Regions from separate parts of the Sus scrofa genome. Here regions 2 and 3 are each linked to region 1. Evidence: chromatin contacts called from public targeted proximity ligation data. All regions are on one chromosome and are shown on one strand. The core of a region is the stretch at or near the end of the contact, and the rest is flanking DNA. Distances in the headings are between cores, read along the strand shown. Region 1 overlaps FOSL2 (FOS like 2, AP-1 transcription factor subunit). Region 2 overlaps RBKS (ribokinase). Region 3 overlaps MRPL33 (39S ribosomal protein L33, mitochondrial).

The links.
Region 2: a targeted proximity ligation map of alveolar macrophages shows a contact between it and region 1. A contact is called at or near these places in 2 of 47 Hi-C or Micro-C datasets (embryonic fibroblasts and mesenchymal stem cells) and 1 of 2 datasets of targeted methods (alveolar macrophages).
Region 3: a contact with region 1 is called in a targeted proximity ligation map of alveolar macrophages. A contact is called at or near these places in 1 of 5 promoter capture datasets (fetal skeletal muscle), 1 of 47 Hi-C or Micro-C datasets (embryonic fibroblasts) and 2 of 2 datasets of targeted methods (alveolar macrophages and skeletal muscle).

What each region holds. Positions count from the first base shown.
Region 1 is chr3:110,825,189-110,827,888 of Sscrofa11.1, reverse strand. It overlaps FOSL2 (FOS like 2, AP-1 transcription factor subunit), which reads left to right. Exons shown (of 4, transcript NM_001315740.1): 3 at 1-49; 4 at 2,434-2,700. Among named protein-coding and RNA genes, the nearest start is that of FOSL2, 16 kb to the left of the region's middle.
Region 2 is chr3:111,399,828-111,402,527 of Sscrofa11.1, reverse strand. The region is part of intron 7 of RBKS (ribokinase); the gene reads right to left. Among named protein-coding and RNA genes, the nearest start is that of TRNAE-UUC, 13 kb to the left of the region's middle.
Region 3 is chr3:111,430,463-111,433,162 of Sscrofa11.1, reverse strand. The region is part of intron 3 of MRPL33 (39S ribosomal protein L33, mitochondrial); the gene reads left to right. Among named protein-coding and RNA genes, the nearest start is that of MRPL33, 6.9 kb to the left of the region's middle.

The DNA.
Region 1 (2,700 bases), core at 14-2,513:
AGCCAAGTGCCGGAACCGTCGCCGGGAGCTGACGGAGAAGCTGCAGGCGGTGAGGCGCTCTGCTCGGGGTGGCCACCGAGCAGGGACCCCGGGGCTCCTGGCCCTTCCCGTTCCTTGCCCTGGTGACCTACGTATGAGTCCATGCACACAGACCCATTCCTTCCTTTGAGCACACGGGTCAGCCCTGCCCTGATTAAAGGGGTGTCGGGGGTGTGGCCTTGAGTACCAGCCTCAGCCCCTTTCTCCCTCAGCGCCCAAGACCTGCTGGGACTCCTGGGTGAGGGATGGCAGAGGCTGCCAGTCTTACTGGGCCCTGGGAGCCCGGGCAGGCCCAGACCTGCCCCCTCCAGGGCACCTTGCCCAGATTCCAGCTGCCCCCCATGCCCGCTGCAGCAGGAGCGGTCCAGCCTAGCTTTAGCATCTTGTCTGGGCAGCAGAGACACCTGCTGTCTGGGGTCCTTCACCTCTGCAGCGGTCTTGACGCTCTCTGGGTCTCATGGGAATGGGTCACGTGCAGCTGAGCTGTACTCTCTCGGGGTTTTCTCATCTCCTTTGTGGGCAGGAGGGTTCCCCGCCTCTGTTGTGAGCCTGAAGCTGTCACTTTGGTACCTCATTCTGCCTTTGTGAGTCATTCTTTCTCCCCGGCTGCCTAATTGCCCACACCTGGGGGCCCGTGGCCCTGCGTGTCCCTCGCAAATGCTTGACCCGATCAGCGTCTCATAACCTCCCTCCAGAGCCCAGCTCTACGGGATGGGCCGTGGGCCATGGGGAGGAAGTCCAAAGCCAGGACTGGCTCTCCCCGGGGTGGAACCATTTTCAAAAGGAGAAGCGAGAGACTCTGTCGGTGGTCCTTACCGTGACCAGCCAGGCCGGTGCTCTGGAGCTCCCCATTACCTGGCATGTCCCATTACTTCATTTACTCCTCCCAGGTACCATCCACCTGCCTCTGCTCCGCTGTGTCCACCGCAGAGCCCCTGCTCTTGGGTCTTGAACCTGCGCTGCGTGAATTCCATGGCACCTGTAGTCATGTGCCCTGGAGGTGTTTATAGAATCGGGAGGATGGTTGGGGGGGGGATTCTCTGATGCCAGGTGAGGTGGATCCCTTAGTGACCAGCACTCCACGAGGAGACCCCCTCCGGAGCCCACCCTGTCACTGACCTTTCAGGGACCATGCGCCCTGGGTCTACCTGGGCCCTCCTCCCACCAGCCCCAGAAGAGTCTGCCCTCCGAGGCCCCTATGCTTTCCTTTCCTCTCTCCCCCGAGAGCCTCACACCCTCACTCCCCCGCCTCCCCACGACCCAGCCACCAGGCCCGTGAGCCACATCCTCTACAGGAAACCTCTCATAAGCTCATGACGTTCATCAGACCCTTGCGATAGATGGAAACTTTTTTTTTTTAACTCCGGAATATGCTGTGCTCTGCGTAGCGAAGCTCTGGCCCATCATGCTGCCTGGTTCTCAAAGAGGAATCTGTGTTAGGGAAAGGTGGCGAAGAGGCTGGTGTGACACACATGCCTTTTCGTCTTCCGTCACTACCGCCTCCACGTGCATTTGCTGCTTCTCTGGCTTTGTGTGACAGGAGGGGCTGCGGTCCTTGCAGTGGGTCCCTGCCATCCTCACAGGCCTGCTCAGGCTGTCCGGGGTCTCCTCTGTTCAAGCGCAGGGGCTGAACTGGATGTTTGCCCAGGGTTCTGTGAGTCCTGAAACATATGCTTTTTACTGGGAGCCAAAAAGGGAAGAGGAGCTAGAATATGATCCAAAGGGGATGAAGTGAGCACTTCCTACAAGCCAGGCGCTGTCCGGGGCTCATGTGCGCAGGCAGAAACCTCCACGGCCACGTGGCTTAGAGCTTAGTGTCTCTGTGTCCAGAGTGAGCTACAAGAAGGGGGTGGGGCAGCTGCATGCCTTCCCCTCAGATCTCACTATTACTCACCCCTCTGGGGTCCCAGGGGGCAGTCCTGCCACCAAGGCAGAAAGTGTAGTGGCATGTCGACTCTGGAGTCAGCCACACTGGGGTCAGATCTGGGCAACCCTACTTGCTTGCTCTGTGACATTGGGCAAATGATTAAACCTCTTGGAAACTCAGTTTCCTGATCTGCAGAATGGGTTGCTGATAACACCTGCTTCAAAAAACTGCTACATTGAATGAGAGAATGCCTGTGAAATGCTTCACACAGTGCCTGGCACAGAGGAAGTGCCCGGTCATGGCAGCTACAATGGCTAATTCACCCTTCCTCTAAGCTGACTTTCCTTTTTTTTCTCAAACTGTTACTCCTTTGGCAAGTAAAGGAACCTTGAAGCTGCAGGTGACTCCGAAGCAGTGGGCTGTGAGCGGGTCCTCTGAGGTTCTGGTCGGTTTTACCCTTTTCACCTGGGTTTGACACCCCCCAGCCCACCCCCTGCTGTCCCTCACCCACCCCTCTTCCCCTGCAGGAGACAGAGGAGCTGGAGGAAGAGAAGTCGGGGCTGCAGAAGGAGATTGCCGAGCTGCAGAAGGAGAAGGAGAAGCTGGAGTTCATGCTGGTGGCCCACGGGCCTGTGTGCAAGATCAGCCCTGAGGAGCGTCGGTCCCCACCGGCCTCTGGGCTGCAGCCCCTGCGCAGTGGGGGCAGCGGAGGCGTGGGCGCCGTGGTGGTGAAGCAGGAGCCCCTGGAAGAGGACAGCCCCTCATCCTCGTCCGCGGGGCTGGACAAGGGCCAG
Region 2 (2,700 bases), core at 83-2,582, 570 kb before region 1:
CCTTATGTCACGTCCTCTCCAGTACAGCCCTGGTTTGACAGTGGCCAGCCTGCCTGAAGAACCTGTGAGGGTCTACGGTCAACCTGGGGTCTGGCCCTGCTCTGGCAGCCTAGGAGTGGGCAGGCCACGGGCCCTGGCCCCTCTTCAGGGGCAGGGCTGGGCAGTACTCACTGCCCTCTGTCACGGCCCTCACTGCTCTTCTGTCTGCCTGGCCACACAGAATGGCCCGGGGAGACTTAAAACTGGTTAAATACCTCATTCTGCCCCAAATGTTTGTGGTGTATTAATTTATTCTACAATTTAAAGAATTCCATTATGAATGAAAGAGAAATAGAATCCCGAGTATGAGCTAAAACTGGAATTAAAAAGGCCCATTCTTCCGGCACTATTAATGGACGCTTTGTTTATAAATAACGTTATATATTGGTGAATAAATGGCACTTAAAACTCAAATGTCTGTTAGTGATTCACAGGGTTCCGAAGACTGCCCTTCCCTTCTGTGGTCAGCGATCTTTTTTCTCTGTGACTCCACTATTCTAGACAGAAAACAGTTAAGCCAATATGATTTAGTACCTCACAAAAGATGCCGCTAAAACATTTTCTGCCAAATGTTCATCTTTGAAACAGCTGCTTTTTTATTTCCGCGAGAGGTACTTGAAATAAGATCATTGTTCTCTGTGAAAACTGCAGGCTAAATAACATAGGGCTATCAGATTATTAAATAGCAAAGGCATCTGATAACATTAGCACCAACCACAGGTCCCGCTTCTGCTGATGCACAACGTTTTGAGTAATTAGTCATTGCACAATATTGTATTTATATCCTTTTTTTGCTTGAGCTGTTAGGCCACAAAATCAGCAGGCAGTTGCTGTTATAAAAGGGTTCTCTGGGTTATTTTTAAAGTTTCTGCTTCCTTACAGTTGCTGTTTCACTCTTGGGTCTGGGGCCAGGTCTACACTGGGAAAACGAGGGCAGGAACTGAGCAATTGTTCTGCGAATCTAACTGCTGAAAGCTGGTGTGGATGTGGGTGCCTGGGCTGGAATATCTGGTGTTTTTTGTCCACACAACCCCAATCCGTCACATACTGGCTGACTCGTCCCTTCATTGGGGGACAGCGTGTGGTTTCACGAAGGCTGTGTTTCTCTCAGGGGTAAGCCAGTGTCTAGAGCACAGGCCACAGTGGGGGATATCTGAACTAGCATTATGTGGCAAGAGTTTCCTTCAAATGTTATTTACTTTAAATGAAGGATAAGTTTCTGCTCCAGATGTTTCTCTGCGGCAGAGATGAGTGATTTCCCTGGAATGGGGGTGGCAGGCAGCAGGCACGCCCCATCGAAGGGCACGCAGGAGTCACCAGAGCATTGCATTTCATTTTCTTTTTTGGTAAATGACACAGGTGTCTTCCTGTGCCATCTGCAGAGAATCACTGATGATATGAACTGCTTCTCATGGGAGCAGGTCTTAGCTCTTAGGTGAGTCAGGGCTCCAAGAAATGCTGAGAACCATGGAGGCCGCTCGGATGATCTATTTGTTTTGACTGTGAAATAAACATCTTAGTTCTCCCCTCATTTTTTTTTTTTTTTTTTTTAAGGAAGTGAATTGCTGTTATGTTCTCTGAATTCTTTTTTTTTTTTTTTTTTTTGTCTTTTTGCTATTTCTTTGGGCCGCTCCCGCGGCATATGGAGGTTCCCAGGCTAGGGGTCGAATCGGAGCTGTAGCCACCGGCCTACGCCAGAGCCACAGCAACGCAGGATCCGAGCCGCGTCTGTAACCTACACCACAGGTCACGGCAACGCCGGATCGTTAACCCACTGAGCAAGGGCAGGGACCGAACCCGCAACCTCATGGTTCCTAGTCGGATTCGTTAACCACTGTGCCACGACGGGAACTCCCTGTCCTCTGAAATCTTAACCCACTTCTCCACATCCCCATTGGCCTAGTCCAGGCTGTCATAATCTCTCAGATCAATGCAACAGTCCTTGCCTCCAGTATGGTAAGCTCCAATTTATTCGCCACACAGCAGCCACTGTTCGTCTTTTTATAAAGTACAAATCTCATCAAATCTCTCCCTTCTTAACCTCTGTCAGTGGCTCCCCAGTGCCCGCAGGAGAAAGTGCAGATGCCTGTGGCGAGCGAAGCCCTCGCGACCCATCTGTGTTGCAGCTTTACCTCCTGACACTGAGCTCTGCTCCTGTGCATGATGCTCTTTCCAATGAGAACGACATGAAAAGGCAGAAACAGGACCTGGTCTCTGGCCTTTTCATGAGCTGCTGCCTCTGCCTGGGTTCTTCTTCACCAGGGTGAAGCCTCACCTTCAACTCACCCCCTCTCCTGGCCTCTCCATGCTGGTTCCCTGGGCTCTGGGGCCAGGCCGGCCGCTCAGCTCCACTCCCACGGCTCCTCACCACCACGGCACTGCTCATTCTTTTTTTTTTTTGTCTTTCCAGGGCCACACCTGCGGCATATGGAGGTTCCCAGGCTAGGGGTCTAATCGGAGCTGTAGCTGCCAGCCTACACCAGAGCCACAGCAACGCGGGATCTGAGCCGAGTCTGCAACCTACACCACCGCTCACGGCAACGTCGGATCATTAACCCACTGAGCAAGGCTAGGGATCGAACCCGCAACCTCATGGTTCCTAGTCGGATTCGTTTCTGCTGCGCCACGACGGGGACTCGGGCACTGCTCATTCAGACTGTG
Region 3 (2,700 bases), core at 188-2,687, 610 kb before region 1:
GAGTTCTTGCTGTGTTCTCACGCGGTGGAGGGGCAGGCAAGCTCTGTACGTGTCTTTTTTAAGAGAAATCCCATTCATGAAGGCTCCACCCTTAGGACCAACACACTTCCCCAAGACCCCGTCTCCTAGCAGTACCATCTTTGGGGGTTAGGATTTCGACATAAATTTGGGAAAATGCGAACATTCAGACCATAGCAACATGATGCTGATTGGTGTGGTGGTTTTCTCCCTCTGGTTTCTTTATATAAGTTGGTAAAAACCCAAAGGAATGGACTTTACACTGAAGTAGTTGTTTTCCTAGCCTTTTAGCTCCTTTTGAGTTTTTTAGGAACTTGTACAATGTTCATAAATGTTGATTGAACAACTTTCTGTGATGTTTTAAGTGGGAAAATGTATTGGAATTTTCATTCTTAGTAGGGAGGTATTAGGAATTTATTTTGTCGGATTGATTTTAATCTTTGAGACTGGGAAATGATACTGCCATAAGCAGTTCTGACTCTGAGTTGAAGTGAAGAAAAGATTCGTATATAAATTTCAAACAGATGATTACAACTTTTACTTAGATAAGGAATGGTTGGAGCCTTGACAGCACAACTTTGTCTGTTCTGAAGAAGGGAATGTTCTGGGATAGCGGACTGGCTCGCTGCCCACCTGCCGAATGCCCCGTGGGCTCACGTGATGGTGTCTGCCTTGCCGCCTGCCCCATTGCTCAGGGTACCAAATACTTGGCAGTCCTCCCAGCATATTTTACTGCAATGAGTAAATGGTTAGTTTAAGGGTGATGTTTTGTTTGTCTGGTTTTTGAAGGAAATCAAGCAGGGAAACATGAAAAAAAGTCCCAATTATTTGAGTACTTCATGGTATAATCGATGGCTAGAGCCAGCCTGTGTCCTTTCAGACTCTTTTCCTCATATGACTCTAGATGCAAGTTTGCAAGGAAGAAGGATTAAAGGCCGAGTTAGAAGCTTATTGAACTTTGTTAAATATATGAAGCTTTATTATAAAGAAAATGAAAACTTGTCAGTTTTAATTCCTTGGTTGACTAAACAAGACAGTATAGCCTTTAATGGAAGCAGAATAGATTTAGGTTAGATGTAGGGAAAGAACTTGACAGATTCATTCTTCTATGAATTAAGTAGCAAATATTTTGACAGAAAATTAATTTATGTTTATGATTGTGGATAGCAGTGTGTCATTTCAACTCAGCGAACACATATTGAGTGTTCACTGTATGTCTGGCAACCCTGTGAGGGAGATGGAGTTAGCCTCTCACAGGAAGAAAACTTAGGAAAAGTATTTTCAGAAATTTGCCCAAGGACTCACAGTAGATAAATGGTGGAGCCAAGGCTTGAACCCAGTTTTTCTGACTCCAGGCCTATTTTTTTCTATCATATGGTGCCAAATGAGTCTCCCTTTTAGGCCCTTCCCCTGTGGTTGACACTGTCATTCTTACTTCCTACCACAATTTCTTTTTTTTCCTTTTTAAGCAATGGAAGTTCCTGCGGCACATGGAGGTTCCCAGGCCAAGGGTCCAATCGGAGCTGTAGCCGCTGGCCCACGCCACAGTCACGCAGGATCCGAGCCACATTGGCGACCTACACCACAGCTTCTGGCAACACCGGACTTAACCTACTGAGTGGGGCCAGGGATCAAACCTGCATCCTCATGGATACTAGTCACCTTGTTTCCTCTGAGCCGTGATAGAAATGCCCTACCGCAATTTCTCTACACCAGATAGCCTTTTCTGTTGTGGTTCATCCAATTGCTGCTGCTGCTGCTTTTTTTTTTTTTTTTTTTTTAATTTTATTTTTTTTGCTGCTGCTTCTTCAGACTTAATTTTACCCTCTCTATGAGGTGTTTCCCTCACTATTCCAGTGCCCTTTGATCTTTAGGTTCCTGTGGGGCTTACTGGACATTTATACAGGCCCCTCATGATAAACTGATATTAAATCAGGGACTCTTCTTATGCTTTTGTAAATTCTACTTTGTCTAGCACCATTCTGTGGACTTAAATATTCTTTCAGTTAAGGGAAGTGAATCAGAAAATTTTCATGAATAAAGCCTGGCTTTACTAATCTTCATCAGTTACCCCTGTCATTTAAATTATGTCCTAATTGGCTGTCAATGAGACAAGTTCCTATTTTTTAATCTATTTTTTAGTTCCATGTAGAAAAACATGGAGGAAATATTTCTTGCCATGACTAACATTGTGTTATGGGAAAATATTTTGGTTCTTTATGCTGTTTTTTTTTTTTTTTTTTTTTTTTTGTCTTTTTAGGGCTGCACTTGTGGCATATGGAGGTTCCCAGGCTAGGAGTCTAATCAGAACTGTAGCTGCTGGCCTACACCACAGTCACAGCAACGCCAGATCCAAGCCACATCTGTGACCTACACCACAGCTCACGGTAACGCTGGATCCTTAACCAACTGAGAAGTGGGGCCAGGGATTGAACCCAAAACCTCATGGTTCCTAGTTGGATTCGTTTCCACTGCACCATGACAGGAACTCCTATGCTGTCTTGTGGTCTTCCTTGGATTTTGAAGGAGCATCAGCCCTACTTATATTTAATGTCAGATGATTTGAAATATATTAAAATTATACCTATTTTATTATAAAGTAATAAAATTGATTTTTATTTTGTAGATATAATTCTGTTCCCTGGATAATAGTTACTAAATTCAGCTACCCATCAGACTCCT